Regions from separate parts of the Sus scrofa genome. Here region 2 is linked to region 1. The links are chromatin contacts, called in public HiChIP or PLAC-seq maps. All regions are on one chromosome and are shown on one strand. Each heading gives the region's core, a stretch centred on a gene start, on an enhancer-like site or on the middle of the called end of the contact. The rest is flanking DNA. Distances are from core to core; before and after follow the strand shown.

Region 1 (6,538 bases), core at 2,210-4,709:
CGTGGCCCCCCACCCCGGGCGCTGGCTGCCCAGCGGAGGTGCACCCTCCCCGCCCGCAGCCCAGGCCAAGGAAGCCCTGCTGACTTCCAAAGAGGAGCCAGCAGCAGCAGCAGAGGCGGTGCTGTGTTCCAGATCCTTCTGCCCTCCAGGGCTACACCTGTTGCTTGCCAGGTGCGGTGCCTCCCCGCCTCCCGCCGGCCCGGAGGCTCACCAGGTACTTGGTCTGGGCGCCGTGCGTGCTCACAGCCCTCTGGCCAGCCAGGGTCTCCAGCAGCACCTGGAGAGAGGGCAGGGGGAGGTGGAGCAGGGGCTTCTGGGCAGAGGGGGCCCGGCTCCCGGTAGGGACAGGGCCCCGGGTTGGGGGACGAAAGCTCTGGCAGGGTGGAGGGCCCCCTTGAAGAAAAGGAATTCGAGATGACAGCCGCGTGACGGGGCAGCGGCCGAAGCCCCCTCCGCCTCCGCCGGGCTGGCCTGGCCGCGGCCCTCGCCCCCCGGGCAGCGGCTCACCACACCGAAGCTGAAGGTGTCGGTGTCCACAGCCAGCCTCCCGGTCTTGACGTAGTCCTCGGGCAGGTAGGCCAGGGTGCCACGCACGGTCCGTGTCCGAGCCACGGCGCTGCTCTGGCCGGGCTGGGCCCCAGCAAAACGGCTGAGACGGGCCAGGCCGAAGTCTCCCAGTTTGGGCATCAGCCTCTCATCCAGAAGGACGTTGGAACTTGGGGAGGGAAGGGAGTGGTCTCGGCCCCGGGGACCCTCGCCCAGGCCAGCCAGCCCCCGTTCCTCTGCGTCCACAGCTGTCCCGAGCCAGGTACTCAGGGACCCGGAGCCCTCGGCCCAGCTGTCCCCCAAGGTCAGCCTCGAGCAGGAGGGGGCAGGCCCTCCTCACGGAGAGCACGCGGGGTGAGGCCTCCTGGAGCAGATGCTCCTGCTCCCTGCTGCCGCAAGGAGGCGCTCCTGCAGCTCCGGGCCCCCCAGGGGCACGGCTGTGTCCCTCCTCACCTCTTGACATCTCCGTGGACGAGGCTGGGACTGTCCTGGTGTAAAAACTGAATCGCCCGGGCCGTGCCCACAAGGATGTCCAGTCGCTGAGGCCAGGAGAGAGGGGGCCAGGCCTAGGTGCGGGGTGGCAGGAGGGGCAGAGGGGCAGAGGGGAGGCTGGGGGGCCATCGTTCTCTGACCCCCACCCTTCCCTGCACCCGCGACTCGCTGGGCCCCCGAGGAGCGAAGTCGCCGTCAGCTCCTTCAGAGGCGGCCGGGCGTGTGGCCGCCCTCGGCTCCTGAAGGTCGGCGTTCATTCCAGAGCCCCTCCCCGCCTTCCCCGGCACGGCCTGCTCGTCCCGAGCGGCTCGGGTGCGAGAGCAAAGACACTGGCCCCGCGCACGCAGCCCCGGCGTCTGGAGGGCGCCTCACGGGCTGGGCCCGGGTGCGCAGGCAGGCGGGGCGGCCTCCTCCGCTCAAGCCACTCTGAGTCCGGAGCCCCGCTTTCAGAGGCTTCCGGGCAGGTGAGAGCAGCAGGTGCCAAGCGTGCCCGCCTCGGGGCGGCCGTGCCAGGCCGGGTTAGGCTACCTGGACGTGGAGGCGGTCTTCCAGGAGCCGTTGGGCAGGAAGCCGTAGACGAGGCAGTAGCAGCCACTCTGAGCACAGTAGCCAGCAAAGTCCACGATGTTGGGGTGACGAAACCTGCTCGACAGAGTTGGGACTGAGCGCTGTGGCCCCCGCATCCACGCGCCTCCCATCTGGCCATCCCGGGGTGTGCGGTTCCTGCTGGCCCCTCGGCTGGCCCGGGCCTGGCAGGCTCCGCGGGACTGAGGGAGCCAGGTCCCAGGGTGTATGACCCTAGAGGCCGATGGGGCACCCCAGGCTCACCGTGACAACTGCTCCACTTCGGTGCGGAAGCTCTGCTTCACCGTGCTCCACTCCAGGTCTGCCTCCTGCAGCCCCCGGGGAAAAGGAGGGACGGGGACGGGCAGTGTGAGGCTCGTGCGGTCAAGGCTGCACGGCCACTCCCACTGCCACCTGTTCTGGGCCCGGAATAAGCAAGGGGCTGGGGGCTTTGAACAGAGGCATCGGAGGGTGGAAGAGCGGTGTGGGGGAGCAGCGGGGGGAGGACCGGGGCCTCTGCCGGCTGCTCCACGCACCTGCTTCAGCCTCTTCACAGCGTACACCGTGTTTCTCATCACCGCCCGGTACACACACCCGAAGCCGCCCTCCCCGATCTTCAGCGCGTCTGAGAAGTCCTGGGTGCCCTGGCGGATCTCGTGGAGGGGCCAGCAGAACGAAGAGGGGGCCCCCGGCAAGAGGGACCCTGAGCTTTCTGGGCTTGGCTGTGGGCAGAGACCCCGGATCAGGGGAGGCCTGTCTCCTCCCCTCTGCCCAGGCCACAAGCTCCTTCAACTCCCAGCGCCCCTGCTGGGCTGGCTGGGGCTCCCCAGTGTAGCGAAGGCTGGGTTTCTTCGGGCTTGTCTCAGACCCGCGGGCCCGCAGGACCCACCTACCTGGGTAGAGAGAGGGGCTGCAGATAGCGCTGGGGGCTGGAGGGCGGCAGGGCTTGTGTGAGGGCCGAGCTCAGGGTCAGAATGAGTCTGGGAGCCTGGAAAAGCTGCATAAAGACACCAGTGACAGGGAGACGGCGACCGGCCGCAGGATTCACTGCCATGGCCAGGGTCAAGGGGGTCCTTTTCTCAGGTTCCTCAAGCCCACACCCGGCCGGGCTGTCTTACCTGGGGAGAGGAGGGTGGAGGCTGACGAGTGCAACTTCCGGGGGCTGGGGGCCTTGGCCTCCAAGGGTGCAGAGATGCTGTTGGGCCTGGGGGTGGTGCTGCTCGGGGGCAGAAAAGGGGCGGAAGGGTGCCCTAGGACACCGAGGAAGGAAAGGACTGTTAGGCCCAGGCGCGGGGCGGGGAGGGGGGAAGAGCTCCGTGGGACGCCCTGGGCGACCCCTAGCCCGGGGCCCGGCGTGGGGGCGAGGGCCACCGCGCGCTCACATGCTGTGATGATGTCCCGCGCGCGGAGCAGCTGCAGGTGCGTGAGAATGCGCACGAGGTCGGCCACGCGGGCGTTGCGGTTGATCCACGGCCACAGGACGCTGGCCGTGCGCTGCCCGGAGCGCTCGCACAGCCTCAGCTCGGTCTGGTCGCGCACGATCAGGGCGGCTGCGGGGCGGGGGTCGTCAGGCCTGGGCGCCGGGGCCCCGCGCGCTCCCCGCCCCGCCCCGCCCCCGCCGGCCCGCCGCCACCCACCGAACTGGCACCAGTCGGCGGGCTCCAGGGCGTCCATCACCTTGTAGAAGCGGCACATGACCCAGGGCGGCACCTCGTACAAGAAGTGCTGGGCGCCGGGGACCGCGGGGTCTCCCGGGCCTGGCCCCCCGGCCATGGCCGCTGCCGCCGCCGCCCGGCCGGGGCCTCTCGCGGCCTTTCGGGGCCGCGGCGGGCGCGGGCCTCGGCCGGCCGGGTCCGCGGACACTGACTCACTTCCCCTTTAAGCCGGCCTCGTGCGACGCCCGGCGGGGCGGAAGGGGCGGTGCCCGGGCCCGCCGCCATGTCGCCCGCCGCTGCCGCCGCCGCCGCCGCGAGCCCCGGCCACACGGGGGCGCCGCGCGCGACCGCTCGGCGGGAAGGCTGCGCAGTGGGCCCGGCGCGGGGGGGGGGGGGCGGGGGGGGGGCGGGCTCCCAAGAGGAGGGGCGGGCTCGGAGCGGCGGCGGCGCGGGGTTGTTCCGGAAAGGGCTGGCACCGGGCCGGCCGAGGGGCCCCGGGAGGCCGTCTTAAGAAGTTGGTTTTATCTAGGAGGCAGCGGAGGGTGGTCAACGGATCCGGGCAGGGCAGGGTCAGATGTGGGTCGCAGAGGCGGCCTGGCCGAGGCGGGGTGCAGAAGAACGGTCTGGAAGCTTTACAGCAGGTCAGCCCAACTCAGCATTTCCAGCCACCTCCTGGGCGCGGGAGCCCATCTTTCCCGCTCTTTGCAGCACCTGCCGTATCTCTTTCTTTGTTGGCTCCTCCGCCACTGGCACATGAAACGTGTTTACATCTCTTGAAAAGAGGCCTTCGGTTCCTGCTGTCGCTCCTCCCTCTTGTCACCCTCCTGGCTCAGCTGGCGGTCCCCCCCTCCTTTCTGAAGCGCTCATCGGGCACCGAGCTCCCAGGGCTGGCCGCACACTGGTCGCACTCTGCTGGGCAGCCATTGGTGTCCTTGGGGTCTCAGGCGCTTGGCGCGGCAGCAGCTGCTATTTCCCTGTCACCTCCCTGAGCTTTCCTGGAGTCCATCTCTTGCCCACAGGCCCACTGCCCCCAGTGCTACCTCTTAGTGCCGGGTCGTCTTCCTTAGGCACAACTCAAGCCACCTCACTTGCCTGCTTCGGGCCTTCCCGGGGTTCCCCGAAGCCCTCCGCTGGGGTCCCAGCTCTTCCGCCCTGCCCCCACTGCTGTCGTCACCCAGCCCCTTCCTGTCCACCTCTGTCTAGCGCTCGGCACACAGCAGCAGCCTGCAGCCATCCAGAGCTCCTTAGGGTTCCAAGAATGCGACCTGCCCTGCAGCGACCTGCCCTGCAGCTGCGTGGCCCGCACCGGACCAGCTGGAGCTCAGACAGCCCCCCGGGCGGAAGCTCGGCGGAGAGCTCCCTGGGCCCCTCAGGCGAGCCTCCCACAGCCCCTGCTTGGCCGGCACCTCTGACGCGTCCTTCTTCAGCCTCTCCACTTGGCTGCCTCCCCCACCAGATGGCAAAGACCCCCCCCCAAAGCAGCCAGGGTGACTTCGCCTTTTGTTTCTCCAGCTGCTTGCCCGCTTCAAAGGCAACAGGTCTTTGCTGACCCCCAAGGGCTGCTCACCCCTCCGCCCCACGCCAGGCGGCGTTCCCAGAAAACAGGTCTGCCCAAGACGGGCCTCTCCCCGAACGATGCGGCCACCTCCAGCCACTCCCAAAGAGGAGGCCGGCCGCGCCCGGAGCCCCAGTGACTGACTCCCCACCAGGACAGCCCTAAGACTCCCCTTAACCACAGGGAACGATCGTGCGCGCCCACGCCGAGCTCCAAGCGAACCAGGACTGGGGCCGACTTGCTCCCGCTACACTGCAGCTGGCTCCCGGGACAGCGGACAGCGCTGGCCCCGAGGGATGCTCAGCACACACCCACGGTGAACGTCGCCCCTTAACGTTCACGGACACGGCTTTGCAGCGCACCGCCTAGGAGGTGTGTCCACGTTTGTGTGTGATGCTGGACTCTGAGCAGTCGTTGTCCCCTCCAGGCCATCAGCAGCCTGCTGGAAGTCGGCTGGGGCGGGGCTGGCAGCTCCAGAGAGCCCACTGCCTTCCAGGACGCCGGGGAGCACAGGCAGGGTGTGAGCGCGCCCCCTTCAGGCCGGGATCCAGGTCAGCCGAAGCCAGGGGAGGGTCGTGGGCGGTAGGCACAGCAGCAGGAGCCGAGCTGGCGGCTGGGGCGCGGTGTTTCCAAAGGCACCTGGGCACATCCCTTGGGCACAGCCAGAACCGGAGACACCCCTACCCTGGCCCCTCAGGAGCAGGGACGTCGTGCTGCTGTGCTGAAGGCCTGCCGCCCCAGAGCTTCCCGGCCCGCGCAGGCGTGCCCCAAGGGAGGCCCGCGGGAGCGGCTTGCCCTTTCTTCCCACGCCAGTCCTGAGAGCGGCTGGCTTCCTCGTGCTCAGGGCCAGAGCGAATCAGGGAACACCGCCGTGCTGTCCTGTGAGCTGTCTGATAATGAAAGCCCAGACCTTGAGTCACTTTCACAGAGAGATTTATCGAGAATGCTAACAGCACAGGATACAGTACTTCCCAACAAAAGGTGCAAACGCGTCACTTAAAAGGCATGCTGAGTATTCTTGGCTTTCACACGTATTAAAAAACTTACAAAAATAAAAGGAAACTGCGTGCTGCCCATCTTTTCAAATAGTAAAAGAACCTTATGAAAAAATCACTTGATTTTACAACAAAAGACACAAACGGACATTTTTATGTAAATTTATAAGGCAAACTCTTTATATAATAAATAGGTTACAGGGATTCAGTGGGGGGTGTTTTTGAAACGTATACAGGTACATTCAGACAGGTTTACTGAAATGGTACAAATTTCCTTAATAAATTGCCTTTTGTTTTTAAATATATCAGTGCTTTCAGTCATTTGGCTATACACAAAGAACCTTTTTTTGAACACTACAAAAAAGCAATCAATATTTTTTGTTTTTAAAACGACCTACTTATTTTTCTAAAGTAATTGTCCCAAAACACAAAAACTGAAGGTGAATGCGATAGAGGGCTTTTGGAGACATCTCCAGCCAAGTCTGTCCTGGGCTGTTCCCCGCGCCCCACGCACGCCTTGCCCACCCTCGGGCGGGCTTCTGGGCTGGAGCCAGCTCCCTCTGCACTGGGCCACCTGTGTCACTGCGACTCAGGACGGGGCAGCGACTCTGTCGGGTTCTTGCCGCTACTCAACCCCACGCGCAAACAGTCGCCACAGTCAGCACTGTGCTCACCTTTCAGAGGAGGGGCCGCCAGGCGCTAAGGGGGCACGCGTTTGTCCCTGCTCCATC
Region 2 (6,538 bases), core at 2,207-4,706, 64 kb after region 1:
AATGCAAGTGTGCCTTGAAGAAGTGAAAAAGGCCGAGGCTTTAGTCTGTAACAGAGTGGTCACAATCCCCCTTAAACATGGGAGGGGGCATGCCCTGCCAGCCCCCAAATTCCTGTTCCCACTCAGTTCCCCCAGACGCCATACCTACCATCAAAGGGGTGGAACCAAGGATTTAAGCAATGGCATGCAAATCAAGCTTTCAATAGGAAGGAAAAGGTTCCTCGCAAGAGAAAGGCACAAGAGCACTTTTGTGTCAGAGAGTACAAGGAAAAGGAACTCGTTTACATCTGTCCTACCCAAAATGAGGTAAAGGCGCAGTGGTGACAATGGCAGTTTGACTGGAGAGGGCTGGTACCAAAACACTGAGGGCAAGGTCCATCCACTGGAGGGGTAATAATGCTCTACCCGAGAAAAAAGGTTGTGTCTGCTGACCACACGAGATGGTCTGCACACATGTTACCATGGCAGAGGGGGTGAGAACAAGCAGGCGTCCTGCCACACTCCCTGGAACTGCCAGTCTAGACTATGTTTTACCCCCAGTGCACTTAAAACACAAGTTACTACAAAGGTCAAACATCTTCTCTGCTTGTCTTCTTCTCATAGATAACTCGGGCAGCTTGGCCACAAAGTGCTCTTAGCCGATAAAAAGATCTCCACTGATATTCGCCTTTATAAAAGATTACGGCTTCCAGGAGACATCATTTATCATGCAAATAATTCCAGGCAGGTGTATGAGTGATGAAAACTGGCCTGGAGTAAGAAAGTAACACCTTTACATCTGCTCTTTATTCTAGGTTCAAGAAGCAAGTTTCTCATTCCATCTCAATGCGGAGGAAGGAGTATTTGGATGGGGGCAACATCCGCTCATCAGTTTTTCTGTCACATTCCACAGCTTACCTCCCCACCCCACTAGATTCGGCCACAAAGAGGCAGAGCAGACAGGGAAACAATGGCTCTGGCTGGAAATTGCAAATAGAATGCAAAATTGTATTCTAACCCTAACATAAGCAAGTACAAAAGCTGGAGTGCAATCTGACTGCATGATGGTCTATCAGGTGAAACAAAGACCTGGGACTCTAGGTTTAAGGCCTTCCAGGCAAGTTTGTAGCAGCAAGAGACAGCATGGTGTGATGGGCCAGTACTGGCAAGAAAGCCACAGAAGGTTTCTTCAAGGTGTTAGGACACAATGACTTCAGATGCCACCAGGCACTCTGCAGAGAAACTATATTCTGGAAGCTGTGCAGTTTAAAGGGATAGGGGTAGGATGGAACAGCTGTCTGGAGGGGCAGTCGAGAGGGCTAACGCACTGCCAATGATGCCAAACGAAGCAGAGCCCTTGTCCTCTCACATCTCGGGCTCAGATGTACAAACCCTGGAAGCTTTGTCAAGTGAGGCTTGTGTGTGTGTGTGGACAGGAATGTACGGCAGGGCCGGGCCAGCGATGTGCGCTCGGTGACAACTTATTTAATCCCGTACTTCTACTACACTGGCTGTGTCCTTTAAGGTTCTGACATGGTCTGGGTAAGAACATAAAACCAAAGGCTTCCTAGGCTCCCTGACTGGACTTTTAAGTACAAGTCCTAAAAAGCCCATAAACAAGCCTATTTCCCTGAATCCCTGGTGGAAATTCCCAAGAGACCTAAAAAAATCCGGATCTGGTTGGCTGGTTGTCTGCAATAAGGATCCAGCATGTTTCAAACAACCCAAGAGGAGCAGTTAATCTCATTGTTAAGTGAAATCACTAAGACGCAGATGAAAATTCTGGCTTTGAAACCCAAATTTCTCCCCTAGAGTAATTGTCCATTAACAATGAATTCTCCTCCCAAGGCCTGAATATGCTTCCTTTTTGTAGAATGACAAAATGCCTAAAAGTTGTGAGAGTCCTACAAAGTCTAAGCCACTCAGCCTCACGGGCTAGTAGGTTTGGTTCCACGATCACCAAGCACTCCCTGAATTCGATCCTACCATCTCACAATGTGGGGCACTGATCCTGCACAGCAAAGACACAACATGGGAATGGCTCTACAGAGCCCGTTCCTGTTCCTGGAAAAATAATCAGAAGCACACATCTGCCTGACCATGAGTCAGGAATATCATTTTTGTGGTGGAGCCCATTTCTGCTGTGACCAATCTACACCAAACACACAACAGAAGCGACGGCCACAGAGGTATGTTCCAGAGCAAGCTCCCCCCCCACCCCCGCCCCGTTGATCCACACTTGGTAATGCCATAAACGGTCTCCTCCGTCAAAGCAATCTTTAGACTCTTCACAGTGACCTTAAGTCTTCAGTGCAAACCCACAGAAAACATTGCCACGCCACGTACAAGTCACCTGAATTTCAGTTTGGGTGATTCAGTCAGAACCACACGAAAAAGAAAAGAAACTTTCGGGGACAACTGACAGGAACCACAGAGGGGCGATGAAATTGCCCCATCCGGGGCTGGGGATCGTGAGCAAGGCGCGCTCCGCGGCTCTGGAAGCCGGTCACATACTATGTCCCACTCCACTTATGTAACTGGAAGATCGCCGGCGAACGGGGGGAGGAGGGGAGGGCGCTCAGATTCTGAGGCCACAGCACCCCCAAAGACCCTGGGGGCGAGCTCCCACCGAAGAGCCTCAGGTGCTGCCGGACACGCAGTCCCCGACCCACGGCTCCTGATGGTAACTATAACCGCCTCTTTATGATGAGCCGTGGGACCAGGAACACAATGTCTAGCGCCTTTTGTGGGTGGACAATAATTCCCACCTACTTGTTCCTGCTAGATGCGAAAGGAACTCGCTCGCAGTGGGGGCAGAAAGTCATGGAATGGGCGAGAAGGAGGGGGAGGCAAAGCCTGGAGATGGGGGTGAGAGCGCCGGAGCCCTTGTGGCGCACTCTCCCGACGGGAGGCGGACTGCGCACGCGCGTCGGTGGGGGGGCCGAGTAACGGGAGAGGGGGCGCGCGAGGGAGGGAGACGCGAAAGCGCGATCCAGGGAGAGGCCGGGGCCGCGGGCGCGCGACGGCGCCGCGGGCCCGAAGCCCCGCGAAGGGCACGACGCGCGCGCAGCCCCGACAGGCGAAGCCCCGGCGACAGGGGCGCCCGCGGGGCCAGGGGCCGGGATGCGCGCCGAAGGCGGGAGGGAGGGAGGGAGGGGGGAACCAGGCGAAGGCTGCCCTGGGAGGCTGCGCCGAGGACGGTCACCCGCAAGTGCGGGTAACGGGCCGAGGGGGGGGGGCCGTCACCAGCGGGAGGGGGAGGGTAAGAGAGGAGGGACGCCATCCGCCAGCCGTGTCGCCCGACCCCGCGGGCCCCTCCCGCGCCACGTCCCGCCCCTACCCCCGCCCCCCAGCAAGGGTCCCCGCCCGCGGCCGCAGCGGTCCCACTCACAGTCTCTCCTCCTCGCCTCCTCCTCCTCCTCCGCTCGGCGCGGCAGCGGCGGCGGCGGCCATTTTCCGGACGGCTTTTACCACAGCCCTCTCTCCGAGAGGAGGGAGCGCGCGCGCCGCCGACGCCGAGACCCCGCACGGCCGACGTCGCGCCCCGCCCTCCCGGCCGGCCTGCGCGCTGCTGCACCTGCGCACCCGCGCCCGGCCCCCGGCGCCGCCGCGAGCCCGCACGCCATTGGGTGCGGCGCCCGGGGTGGGGCGGGGTCTCGGCGGCGACGCCGCCAATTGGCGGGAGATCGTGTCCATTCCGGCAAGGGAAAAGGGGGCGGACGCCCCGTCTAGCTGCGGATTGGCTGCCAACGGCCGTCATTTGGGAAAAAGAAGCGGCTTGGGCTCCGGGGGGCTGGTTTAGTGGGCGGAATTTGAATATTAAGGATTAATGGGCCCTTGCGGATGCTGGAGCAAAGCTAGGCCTAGGCTCGGGACGCTTGTTTGCGCGGCCATGCCGGGCCCTCGACCCGCTGTCCACAAACACACCCAGTACGCCGCTATACGTGTTTCACCGCACCCGCATTTTCTCCACATTACCACCTTCAGTACAAGCAGCAAAGTTGCCTGACATTGTTCCAGCCGAGGGACCTTGGTTTAAGAGGCCTACCCAATGCATTCTTACATCTGACCTGTAGTGTGCCACACAATCACAGGGGCAGGGAATAAACTGAGGAACAAATCACAGCCTTGATCTTCTTGAAACTCTGATGGGGGAAGAGCCAAGGCTGCAGATAGTCTGGTGGAGGTGGGCAGAAGGCACAATGGAAGCACAAAGGCAGCAGCCCTTAACTGCCTGCACAGGAGAGGAAAGACTTCTAGAAGAAGTGATTTGGGAGCTAAGATCCACAGTGCCGGTGAGAAAAATATTTAAGAGTATGAGAAAAGTTTTAGCTAATGGAGTGTTCAGGATAGGCCTGTTTGTCTAGGCGACCTTACTCTGATTCCAGCTATCATCCGATTCATCCAGTGACCCTTGAGCTAGGGTCAAGGAACCCTCTGATTCTGATGTGGCTCCTTACCCTCTGTTAATTTATTAAATACACGTTATGGAAGACACTGTTCCAGGCTCTGGATGCACAGTACTGAATAAGACAGCAAAACTATCATTCCTGTGGGGGAGGCTTCATACAAAGCAATATGTACAAATAAGTGTGTAATATGTCTCCTAGTGATAAGCGCTTTCAGACAGATAAAGCAAGGGTAAAGGGGGTGCTGCTTATATAACCACAGGCTTTTGCTCACATATTATTCCCCATATGGCTATCTGGGGAGAGAAGAAGATGTTGGGCAAGTTCAAAGGCCCTGAGGAGAGACTACACCTGACGTGTTGAGGTCTCACGAGTAAGTTGATGTGGCTGGAAGAGTGACGGGGTATGTGGTTGGAGAGGCACCTGGAGCTGCCATGGGAACTGGAAGCTTCTTCTGAGATGAGAAGTCTTTGGAGGATTTTGAACTGGGAGCTGCCATCATCAGATGTCTATGGCAGGTACAGTGTGGAAATCTGTGGCGAGACAAAATGAGGAGCAAGAGCCCAGGCAGGAGGCCCTGACAGCAGTCTAGGAGAGGTGACAGTGGTTTTTCACTAGGGTGGTAGCAGTGAAGTTTCTGAGAAGTTGTGCAATCCAAGCTATGTTTTCAAAATTGAGCAGAGAAGATTGGAGGTAGGGCATAAAGAAAGAGAAGAAACAAGGATGCGTCCTGAGGTTTTGGCCTGAGCAACTGAGTGAACGGGCGCTTTCACCATGATGGGGAAAACTGTAGGAGTACATTTTTGGCGGTACAGGTCAAAGATTCTGTTTTGCCGTATTAAGCGTGGGCTGCCTATTAGACGTGCGATGCTGAGAAGAGATGTTGAGTGGGCAGTTGGGCAAACAAGCAGTTAATAAGTCAACAAACTGAACCTCCAATGCAAGAAAGTATAAAAGGAACAGCAGAGTAAACCTGGAGAAAATAGAAGGAAAAAAATGACAAGCATAGGGAATTCCCATTGTGGCTTGGCAGTAATGAACCCGACCAGTAACCGGAGGATTCAGGTTCAATCCCTGGCCTCCTCAGTGGGTTAAGGATCCGGCGTTGCCATGAGCTGTGGTGTAGGCGGCAGATACAGCTCAGATCCCATGTTCCCATGGCTGTGGAAGACACTGCACTGCCACAGGCTGGCAGCTGAAGCTCTGATTCGACCCCTAGCCTGGGAACTCCCATATGGAGCAGGTGCAGCCCTTGAAAAGCAAAAAAAAAAAAAAAAAAAAAAAAAGGCAAGCAGAGGTTGATAACACAGAAACATAATGATCAAGGAGATTTAGAACATCAAAAGATGATTATTTCAGGAGTTCCCTGGTGGCTCTATTGTGCCTCTGGTTGCTACTATGGCACAGGTTCGATCCTTGGCCCTAGAACTTTGGCATGCCCGGAGTGCAGCCAAAAAAAGAATGCTGATTAACTGAAAAGCTGGAAACAAAAGCCAACCCTCTAACAAGCTAGATATATAGAGAGAAGACACAAGTAAGTTATATTTAGAAATAAAAAGGAAACAATGACAGATACAATAGATTATACTGTAGATAATAGATAAAACAGATAAATTTTCTAAAAAGGTATTATAAACAACTATATGTTGTAACTGGAAAACATAAGTAAAACGAATAAGTTCCTAGAAGAGCACAGCTTACCAAAACTGACTTTAGAAAACAGGGAACCTGGCTAGATTCCCTATGGCCACAAAGCAATTGACTATGTTTTTTTAAAAAAATCTACCCTCCTCCAAAAAAAAGTTCAGAGAGCTTTACAGATGAGTTCTACCAAATCTTTAATGATTGGGTCATTCCAATCATAACGAAAGAACTCTCTCCAAACTTATTTTATGACTAACACAACTACTATAACAAGCCAGTGAAAGGAAGGCACAGGATGTGGAAATAGATGTAAAAATTGTAAACAAATAAGCTAAATCCAACAGTATGTATTGATGTATCCCAACAACGTTGAGTTTTATTCTAAAAATGCAAGGATGGTTTGAAACTAGAAAATTAGGCGTTCCCTTGTGGTGCAGTGGGTTCAGCATCCTGCGTTGTCACTGCTGTGGCTTGGGTTGCTGATGCGGTTCAGGTTCCATCCCCGG

The links. HiChIP or PLAC-seq counts read pairs in DNA pulled down with a chosen protein or histone mark.
Region 2: a contact with region 1 is called in an H3K27ac HiChIP or PLAC-seq map of alveolar macrophages. The contact joins the promoter of MECP2 here to the promoter of IRAK1 in region 1. A contact is called at or near these places in 1 of 5 promoter capture datasets (fetal liver), 12 of 47 Hi-C or Micro-C datasets (brain, embryonic fibroblasts, fetal liver and 7 more) and 2 of 2 datasets of contacts at active chromatin or transcription factors (alveolar macrophages and skeletal muscle).

Annotation. Positions count from the first base shown.
Region 1 is chrX:124,721,396-124,727,933 of Sscrofa11.1, forward strand. It overlaps IRAK1 (interleukin-1 receptor-associated kinase 1), which reads right to left and starts at 3,460. Exons shown (of 15, transcript XM_003135490.4): 1 at 3,240-3,460; 2 at 2,985-3,152; 3 at 2,721-2,852; 4 at 2,496-2,599; 5 at 2,139-2,324; 6 at 1,867-1,931; 7 at 1,595-1,680; 8 at 1,567-1,592; 9 at 1,000-1,112; 10 at 508-715; 11 at 212-277. The coding sequence starts at 3,375. It overlaps LOC106507059 (a long non-coding RNA gene), which reads left to right and starts at 3,657. Exons shown (of 2, transcript XR_001302752.2): 1 at 3,657-3,898; 2 at 4,461-6,538.
Region 2 is chrX:124,785,607-124,792,144 of Sscrofa11.1, forward strand. MECP2 (methyl-CpG-binding protein 2) reads right to left here and starts at 3,457. Exons shown (of 5, transcript XM_021080802.1): 1 at 3,371-3,457.